2 separate regions of the Mus musculus genome follow, and region 1 is linked to region 2. A link is a contact called in public promoter capture Hi-C data. All regions are on one chromosome and are shown on one strand. Each heading gives the region's core, a stretch centred on a gene start, on an enhancer-like site or on the middle of the called end of the contact. The rest is flanking DNA. Distances are from core to core; before and after follow the strand shown. Region 1 holds the start of Coa5 (cytochrome C oxidase assembly factor 5). Region 2 holds the start of Cnnm3 (cyclin M3).

Region 1 (4,425 bases), core at 1,015-3,514, 920 kb after region 2:
CCTCTTTCAAGGAAAGCTCACATTTCTGCTTCACATTTTTTTCCCCCTTGAAAAGCCTGTTTCCATCCTAAAGACCTGTATAGATCTTTCAAGTCGTGGAATGGTAGCATATTGCCCAGGCACCAGTGATGTCATTTGGGGACCTCCTGCCACCATCTTTCACGCCAAAACTCAAGCACTGACACTTCTTCCTGGCCGTGTAAGACAGAAGTGCCAACGCTGTCCTCAGCCTGCTAGGCTTGTGTGCAACTGCCAATGACCTGAATTCATGAGGTCAGCTCTTCCTATTTAGGACTTGCTGAGACCTCATCCTCCAGCTTTCAGGAAACCATGAGGGCCAGCTGCTCTACAGGATAACATGGTATGCTTGCTCTATGTTCATCACTGGAGTCCCCACACCATTATCCAAACCATATCACTACAACTGATGTATGACCATTAAATCATTCACATTTAATTCTATGTATAGGTAACATAAGCTTTTGAAATGGTTCATCACTTACCATTGATCTTTTACATTCAAAAAAGGAATACTGCAAAGCTCTACAGTTGCCTTCCTTCAAACACTGCCGTGGGGATTTTCCTTCCTGTGATATACAAACCAATGTGAATGTCTGAAAGACTGTCCCACAAAGCACAGACAACTGTTCTTCTGAAAGTAGTTTTTTTTTTTAAAGTTGACTTAAGAAAATTCTTAATTCCTTTTTATTAACCTTGGTGATTAAAGAAAAGCAAATGTAAAGATTATCAAATAAGTAAGTATTTTGAGTCTGCTTTGAAATTTAATTTTATGAGTGTTTGCCTGCATGTACAAACATGCACTACATACAGACCTGGTGCCTATGGATGTCAAAGAGGCTACCAGGAGGAACTGGAGGATAGATGATTGTGCACCACCTTATGGCTGCTAGGACCAAATCCTGACCCTCTGTAAGAGCAACAAGTGCTCTTAACCACTGAGCCATCTATTTTCCAGCCCCCAGAGCCTAAGATTTTTAGGACATATCGTCAATGTTTGTATAAGCCTTCCTATGGATGAGAACCATGAATTGGATGTGTTAAAATAAAGACCTTTTAGTGTTAGTACTAAACTCTGTATATAAATGTTAATAGGGAGGGGCTGGCAAAGTGGCTAAGTAAAGAAAATGCTTGCTGTGCATGAGAGCTCCCAGTTCAGCACCCACATAAAGAGCTGGGCATGGTGGCAGAAGTCGTTTATCCCAGAATGGGAGTGGAGCCAAGCAGATCTGGTTAGGCTAGCCAATTAGGTCCACTGACATGCTATCTCAAGTAATAAGGTGGAGGGGCTGGAGAGATGAGTCAGCGGGCAAGAGGCCTTGCTCTTCTGAGGTCAAGGTCAGTAATGGGAAAACCATACTGAGTTCCCTCTGGAAGTTTCAACTTTTCTGGTTTTCCAAGAGTCATAAAATCTTAAGAAGTCTATTTTTGAGAAAGTTCTGAACCTTCTCCCCACTCCCCTTTCTCCTCACTATCCCCCACTGGAAGGTACGTTGTGATCATCTGAGTTCATACCCTACGTTTCTCTGAGCCCTTCTCATTCCTCGCCTGTTTCCCAAGGCAGCACATAGTATAAAGGCTTATGTTGAATTCCTCCCAGAATGCAATGCTATAGGTTTAAGATAGGTTAAAGATCGGCAGAGAGAAACTATGGCACACCATGAGATACTTCCATATTCTAGAAGCCAAGGAACCAAAACTCTCCACCACAGATCAAGTAGCCATGCGGCGCAGGCACAGGCCTTGGCAGCTGCCCTTAGAGTGGGAGTCTCTGGTGGCGCGTGCCAGCACTCAGGGATCGCTTCCTGAACAGAGCTGGCTGAAGGTTTACAAAATCCTTAGGTGGGTAGTAAGTTATCTCCCACTTAACACCAGTAAGAACTGGGGATGCGAGCTCAAGAGACCTGTCCAAAGTCAGGAGCGGACGCGCGACCTCTACCCTCGACGTGACCTCCCCTCGCAGGCCATCATGGAGCCAGTCTTGACTGAGCTCTGCCACCCAGATCCGCTACCTGGAGCACACAGGCAGACTGCAGCAGACATGCACCCAGATCCTCCTTCACGCCCGCACACGCGCCGCCCTCCGGCTTGTCCTCATAATACCGGGGCATGGCGGGGACCCACCGCCCTCACCACACTGGATCACGGCCCTCGGTCACCCCGCACGGCCCGGAAGGGCGTGGGACACGCCCACTGGCAAGCTACCGGCGAGGGTGGGAGAAAGTCTCAACAACTTCCGCCAGGAGTGCGACTCTTCAGGGTATGCGCACGCGTGGCGGAAGTGCGTGTCCGTAACGTAAATACAGAGCGCCGCAAGTGCGGGCTACGTAGCGGGAAGGGAAGTGGCCCCAGCGGCGGCTGGGCTCGGCTGCCCTGGGAAGGTGGCGGTAGTCCCGGGCCCAGGACGAGGCCTCGAGGGCCTTCAGGTGCGGCCTGCTCTGTGTGCGCAGGGTGGCGTTCGTGCCGTCGGCCGTTTCCACGGTTAGCTCGCGACCTGGCGTCTCAGCGGCTGGGCGAGGGACCGGCCGGCGCCCGGCAGCTCGAGTCCTAGGCCCGCCGTGGAGCTGCTGGGTAAAACCAAAGACAGCCGCTTACGTGGGAATCGCAGGATTAGAGCCGTTTTTCTATTCTAAGCAGGTCTGAAATTTTGCAAGGAGACACACACCCTGAAACCTTGTCGTTGCTTGTTCTTAAGTCAAATGTCACTGGGCCGTTTGTATTTTTAGTTGACAGAGGCTTGGGGTAATGGAGACCTGCTGGCGGGGCGGGGCGCCGCGCCGCGCCGCGGAGGGCAGGTAGGCTGGGCGGTGACCAGCAGTCATTTAGCTTCGGACTAGTTGGACTGGCCCCTTCGCGCTGTTATTCCTCCTACCCAGCCATCCTAGGAGTAAAACCATCAAGGAGTGTAATTTTTATTGTCACATTCTGAATAACCAGGGACTTGCTGGCCATCGCCGATGGACTTGTACAAATAAACTGTGTGTCTTACTTTTTCAGTAACCTTGCTTTTAGATTAAACTTTTTGTTTGTTTTAAATCTTGGTCATTACAAACACGGAATTTTGAACCAGTGTTCGGTCATTGTCCCGTGTTAATGAGGACGTCATTGCACACCCCCTTGTGCTGCTTTTTCCTTGGCCTCCATTATCAGTAGTGAGCTACTGCAGCTGTCAAAGGCTTGATTGAGGTGAAGGTTGGGAAACCATCGACTGAAGTTAAGTGCTTGTTTCAGGTGATACAGGAGTTTGTGGTACTGCCTTGATGGCATTACCCTTGGCCAGCCCCTAGACAAGCCCCAGAACCAACTCTATAGCTTCTGGCCCCTAATCCTTTCTGAAGGTGGCAAGAGAAAACGTCATAGCGCTGACGAGGAGTTCTAGTAGCCAAATAATTACATTTAAGATTACATCTAAGAGAAATGTTCTCATTCCATCTAGGAAGATGCTACCAAGTACTTCCTTGAGTTCTTCGATGCACGGGAATGGAGTATTAAATTCCAGGGATGCAGCAAGGCACACGGCTGGAGCAAAACGCTACAAGTACCTCAGAAGGCTCTTTCGATTTCGGCAGATGGACTTTGAGTTTGCTGCATGGCAGATGCTCTACCTGTTTACCTCTCCTCAGAGGGTTTATAGAAACTTTCACTACCGGAAGCAAACAAAGGACCAGTGGGCCAGAGATGACCCTGCCTTCTTAGTCCTCTTAAGTATCTGGCTCTGTGGTAAGTGTGTCTCAGTTTACAAGCAGTATAGTAGAAAAACAAATTGGGGTTTTCAGAGGAAACTTTATCTTTTGGGATAATGTATGGCGGGTCAGACTCTTGGGGTGTGTGAAGCTGTGGGATTTGTTTGTCTTTTCTAAAACATGAGAAAACTGGCAAGAAAGAAAGTGGAGTTCTTCCTAGTGCTGGCTGTAACACGCCAGAGTAAACTACTGTACCCAGTGTATGAAAGTAGGGCATGGGGTTCGTCCCAGAGTTGGTTTATTCCTTCTCTTTTGAAACAGCTTCTAGATGTGTAGGCCAGGCTGGCCTGGCACTCAGGAAGCTCTTAACTCAGTCTCTTAGTGCTGGCTTGACAGTCGTGTTCTGCCACACTGGCTGACTTTAAAACAAACAGAACAAAACTAATAAGAACCAAACCCAAGTGTGTGCCAAGAAATATTAGGATAGGAATTACATTTCTTAATTAGGCAAATCTGCAAGGCCGGCAGATTGCTATCTTTTTATTTTTGTTTTTTGTCAAGCGGAGGGGCAGGGGTTGGTAGGACCAGGAATAGAAACCAGTGACTTAAATCTACCAGGCAAGTGAGCTGCACCCCCAGCCTTCCAGGGTAAGAGTTCTGAAAGTACTGATCAAACTGGAAAAGAACCTTTAGATTCTCCAGTACCCCAACTGGAGAACATCAA
Region 2 (4,307 bases), core at 146-2,645:
CAGGTGGATTTCTGAGTTCGAGGCCAGCCTGGTCTACAGAGTTCCAGGACAGCCAGGGCTACACAGAGAAACACTGTCTCAAAAAAAAAATTGATGTTTGTATGTGTATGTTTGCGTGTATGCACATATGCCATGTGGGACTGTTTCAGTTATGTCTACAGAATCCATTTTAGAAAAAAAATTCAAGAGGCTGGAGAGATGGACTCAGTGGTTAAGAGCACTTACCACTCTTGCAGAAGGCCTGGTTCCCAGAACCAACATGGTGGCTCACAAATGTCAACTCTAGTTCCAGGGGATGTAGTGCCCTCTTCTAGCCTCCTTCGGCACCTGCATACACAACACACATACATACACTTGGGCCCACACAGACACAAAACAAAACAAAACATATGTATAAGATGTGTACATGTCTTAGTACATTTAGGGAGAAAGTAGAGAGAAAAATGCAAAAAACAGGGATACCCATAGAGAAGCTAATCCCATAAAGACCACATACAATGAACGAAGAATGCTCCATCTGATCATGCAGGTGTCTTCCAAAATAAGGACAAAAAGAACCCTCTCAAACAGCTTTCTCAACCCGAGGAATCAGAATAAACTGTGGTTGTGAAGCTAGCATGTATGGAAATTCCTGACAGCTGCTATCTCCCTGCATGGCTGAATGACCCGAATGTCAGGTGCATGTCAGAAACCAAAGGCACACAGAATCAGTCTCTAAACATCGTTTTATTGTAAGCTTAATTACATGAAACAAGTGTGAAGATTCAAGGAAACAGATTTTTCTGGGTTTGAGTATTTACTATGGACCTTCCTATCAAGGCATCTTCCTCAAAAGCAGGTGTCTGTCTTGATATCCACAGAGCCCAACGCAAAGCTAAGAGACTTTAGCTTTAAAACAAACCAATAGAGCTGGGTGAGGTTAAGAATGTGTGCTGAGGACCAGAGTTCAGTTCCCAGCACAGCTTCCCATTAGCTTGGAACTCCAGCTCCAGGGGGAATTCGACGCCCTCTTGCGTCTGCCCAAAGCACTGCCCTCGCAAGCGCAAACCCACATACAAATACAAATGATAAGAAAATGTTTTAAACAAACGACTCCAGGTTTCCCTGTGCCCAGTCCCTGGTTCTTATTCAGCCCTTAGCCTTGCTGGCCAGAGGGTTAATGACCTTCCTTTGCTCGTCCACACGCGCCGGGAACTCCGAGGCCGTCCCAGACAGCCGCCCCGCGTCCTCCCTTGCCTGCGGAGCCCCACGCCCCTCCGGCTCGCCCCGCCCCGCGCCGCTTGTTTACTCCCCGGCGCAGCCTAGTTCTCCCCAGAGCCCGCCCCCGCCAGCCGCTTATTGGTCAAAGTGACGCGGAGGCCCGCGCCGATTGGCTGCAACAACAGAGGCGCGGGTGAGTGGGGTAGGCTGCGCCCGAGGCCCAGAAGGGGTAGCAGGCCATGGCGGCGGCTGCTGCGGCTGTGGTGGGTTGGTTGGGCTGGGTGCTTGCCGCGTTCTGTCTGGGCAGCACCGCAGGGGAGGCGGCGCCGGCGCCGGGCGCGGGACTGCTGAACTTCTGCACGGAAGAGGACAGCGCACCGGGCGCGGGCTCCCTGCGCGGAAGGGCAGCGCCAGAGGCCACTTTGTGCTTGCGACTCTTCTGCTCCGGCTTGGCCAACAGCTCCTGGACCTGGGTAGCCGCCGAGGGCGCAGGCTGCCCGGAGGGCGGACGGGCCACGGAGCCCGAGGAGGCGGCCGCCCCGACGGGCGAGTGGCGCGCGCTGCTGCGCCTGCGCGCCGAGGCCGGCCACCCGCGCTCCGCGCTGCTGGCGGTGCGCGTGGAGCCGGGTGGTGGGGCCGCGGAGGAGGCGGCGCCGCCCTGGGCGCTGGGGCTGGGGGCGGCCGGGCTGCTGGCCCTGGCGGCGGTGGCGCGCGGCCTGCAGCTGAGCGCGCTGGCGCTGGCGCCGGCCGAGGTGCAGGTGCTGCGCGAGAGCGGCTCGGAGGCGGAGCGCGCGGCGGCGCGGCGCCTGGAACCCGCGCGGCGCTGGGCCGGCTGCGCCCTGGGCGCGCTGCTGCTTCTGGCCAGCCTGGCGCAGGCGGCACTGGCCGTGCTGCTGTACGGGGCGGCGGGCCAGCGCGCCGTGCCCGCCGTGCTGGGTTGCGCGGGGCTGGTGTTCCTGGTGGGTGAGGTGCTGCCGGCCGCCGTGAGCGGACGCTGGGCGCTGGCGCTGGCGCCGCGCGCGTTGGGCCTCAGCCGCCTGGCGGTGCTGCTCACCTTGCCCGTGGCGCTGCCGGTCGGGCAGCTGCTGGAGCTGGCAGCGCGGCCGGGGCGTCTGCGGGAGCGCGTGCTGGAGCTGGCGCGCGGCGGCGGCGACCCCTACAGCGACCTCAGCAAGGGAGTGCTGCGCTCCCGGACCGTGGAGGACGTGCTCACGCCGCTCGAAGACTGCTTTATGCTGGACTCCGGCACTGTCCTAGACTTCAGCGTCCTCGCCAGCATCATGCAGAGCGGCCACACGCGCATCCCAGTGTACGAGGAGGAGCGCTCCAACATCGTGGACATGCTCTACCTCAAAGACTTGGCTATCGTTGAGCCCGAGGACTGCACACCGCTCAGCACCATCACCCGCTTCTACAACCATCCACTCCACTTTGTCTTCAACGATACCAAACTGGACGCTGTCCTGGAGGAGTTCAAGCGAGGTAAGGGGACGCCCCTGTTAGAAAGGCCCCAGAAAGTGATGGCCTTGTACCTGCGAATGACCTTTGGAAATATTTAAAGACCCACCTTTTAGAAGCGGAAGGAAGTGCTATGGGAGTCTGATGCGGGAGGATCGGAAGGTGGTTACCCTGTTTGTTAAATAGAAAATTTTAAAAAAGTTGGGGATGTAGCTCAGTGCTTGCCTAACATACATGAAGCCCTGACCATTACCCAGTACCACATAAACCCAAGCAGTGGCCTACCTACTTAGAAGGATGGAAGCCGGCCTGGACTAAAGATTCTGTCTCAAAAGTAAATGAATGAATAAAAAGATCCATTGGCAGGCAGCAAGCATGCCTACTTGGCTCTAATCCCAGAGGTTTCCTTCTCCTGGGCTGTATTGTGCACTTGGGCTTCCTAGTTGCCCCAGATTCTTGGATAGTAACTAAAATGATGTCAAGAGGGTTAGGTAACTGGAAACTGTTGTCTTTGCCTTTTTAGCATTAAATTAGCTGGACCTGTAATGGTTCCTGGCCCTTTCAGATTGTGGGATTAGAAAGGACTCATAATACTTACTGTGGGTACTGAGAGAACTTCCATTTTAATGTCATCGGAAGCAACTCATGAATAATGACTTAATTTTCCTTCCTGGCTTTTTTCTCCCTCTTAATTTTTTTTTTTTTTGAGATTTTTATTGTTATGTTTATGAGTGCCTGTGTTGTTCCTCATGCATGCAGTGCCTATGGAAGCCAGAAGAAGGCGCTAGGTTCCTTGAGACTGGAATTACAGCCAGCCACCCTGCTGGTCCTGGGAACTGAACCCTGCATCCTCTGGTGCTCTTGCTTCCTCTCTTTCATTTAAATTGTTTTTCAGTGCATGTCAGCTACCTGCTCTTCCCTAACCCCATCTCCATTCTCCCCTTTTTTACCTTAATGTCTCCTTTCATTCTTTTTGAGCAACCCCTATTTTTTTGTTTTGTTTGTTTGTTTTGTTTTGTTTGTTTGTTTGAAACAGTGTTTCTCTGTGTAGCCCTGGCTGTCCAGGACCTCACTCTGTAGACCAGGCTGGCCTCAAACTCAGAAATCTGCCTGCCTCTGCCTCCCGAGTGCTGGGATTAAAGGCGGCGCCACCACGGCCTGGCGATCAGCCCTTTTTTGTTTTTTAAGATGTACTTATTTTCTGTGTGTGAGTGTTTTGCCTGCATGTGTTTATGTACACGGTGTGTGTGTCTGGTGCCTGAGACAGTCAGAAGAGGGCTTCGGATCCCCCAGAACTGGAGTTACAAATGGTTGTGAGGCACCGTATGGGTGCTGGCAACAAAACCCAGGTCTTCTGCAAGAGCAAATACATGTGAACATCTAAAGTTGAAAGTAAAAACTATGAGCCGCTCCACATATTTAAATGTGGACCCCTAGGGGACAGGTGGCACATACATTCAGTCCCAGCACTTAGGAAAGCAGAAGCAGGCGGATGTCTGAGTGCACGAACACCCAGGGCTACACAGTCTTGAAACAAAAACAAGGTATAGGCTCCTCTATAACACTCCATGCTCCTCCTTGGGCTGCTTTGCAGAGCATGGGTGCTCCTGCGCACCAGACGTGCTTCCTTGGAGTGGAGGGTGGATGTG

The links. Promoter capture Hi-C pulls out the DNA fragments that hold promoters and counts their contacts.
Region 1: a promoter capture Hi-C map of liver shows a contact between it and region 2, with 6 times the contacts expected there. The contact joins the promoter of Coa5 here to the promoter of Cnnm3 in region 2. A contact is called at or near these places in 9 of 39 promoter capture datasets (3T3-L1-derived adipocytes, the C10 cell line, HPC-7-derived erythroid cells and 5 more), 1 of 484 Hi-C or Micro-C datasets (embryonic stem cells) and 1 of 115 datasets of contacts at active chromatin or transcription factors (bone marrow-derived macrophages).

Annotation. Positions count from the first base shown.
Region 1 is chr1:37,427,839-37,432,263 of GRCm38.p6, forward strand. Coa5 (cytochrome C oxidase assembly factor 5) reads right to left here and starts at 2,265. Exons shown (of 3, transcript NM_198006.4): 1 at 2,031-2,265; 2 at 504-587. The coding sequence starts at 2,129. Unc50 (unc-50 homolog) reads left to right here and starts at 2,301. Exons shown (of 6, transcript NM_026123.4): 1 at 2,301-2,655; 2 at 3,455-3,738. The coding sequence starts at 3,459.
Region 2 is chr1:36,510,472-36,514,778 of GRCm38.p6, forward strand. Cnnm3 (cyclin M3) reads left to right here and starts at 1,396. Exons shown (of 8, transcript NM_053186.3): 1 at 1,396-2,682. The coding sequence starts at 1,440.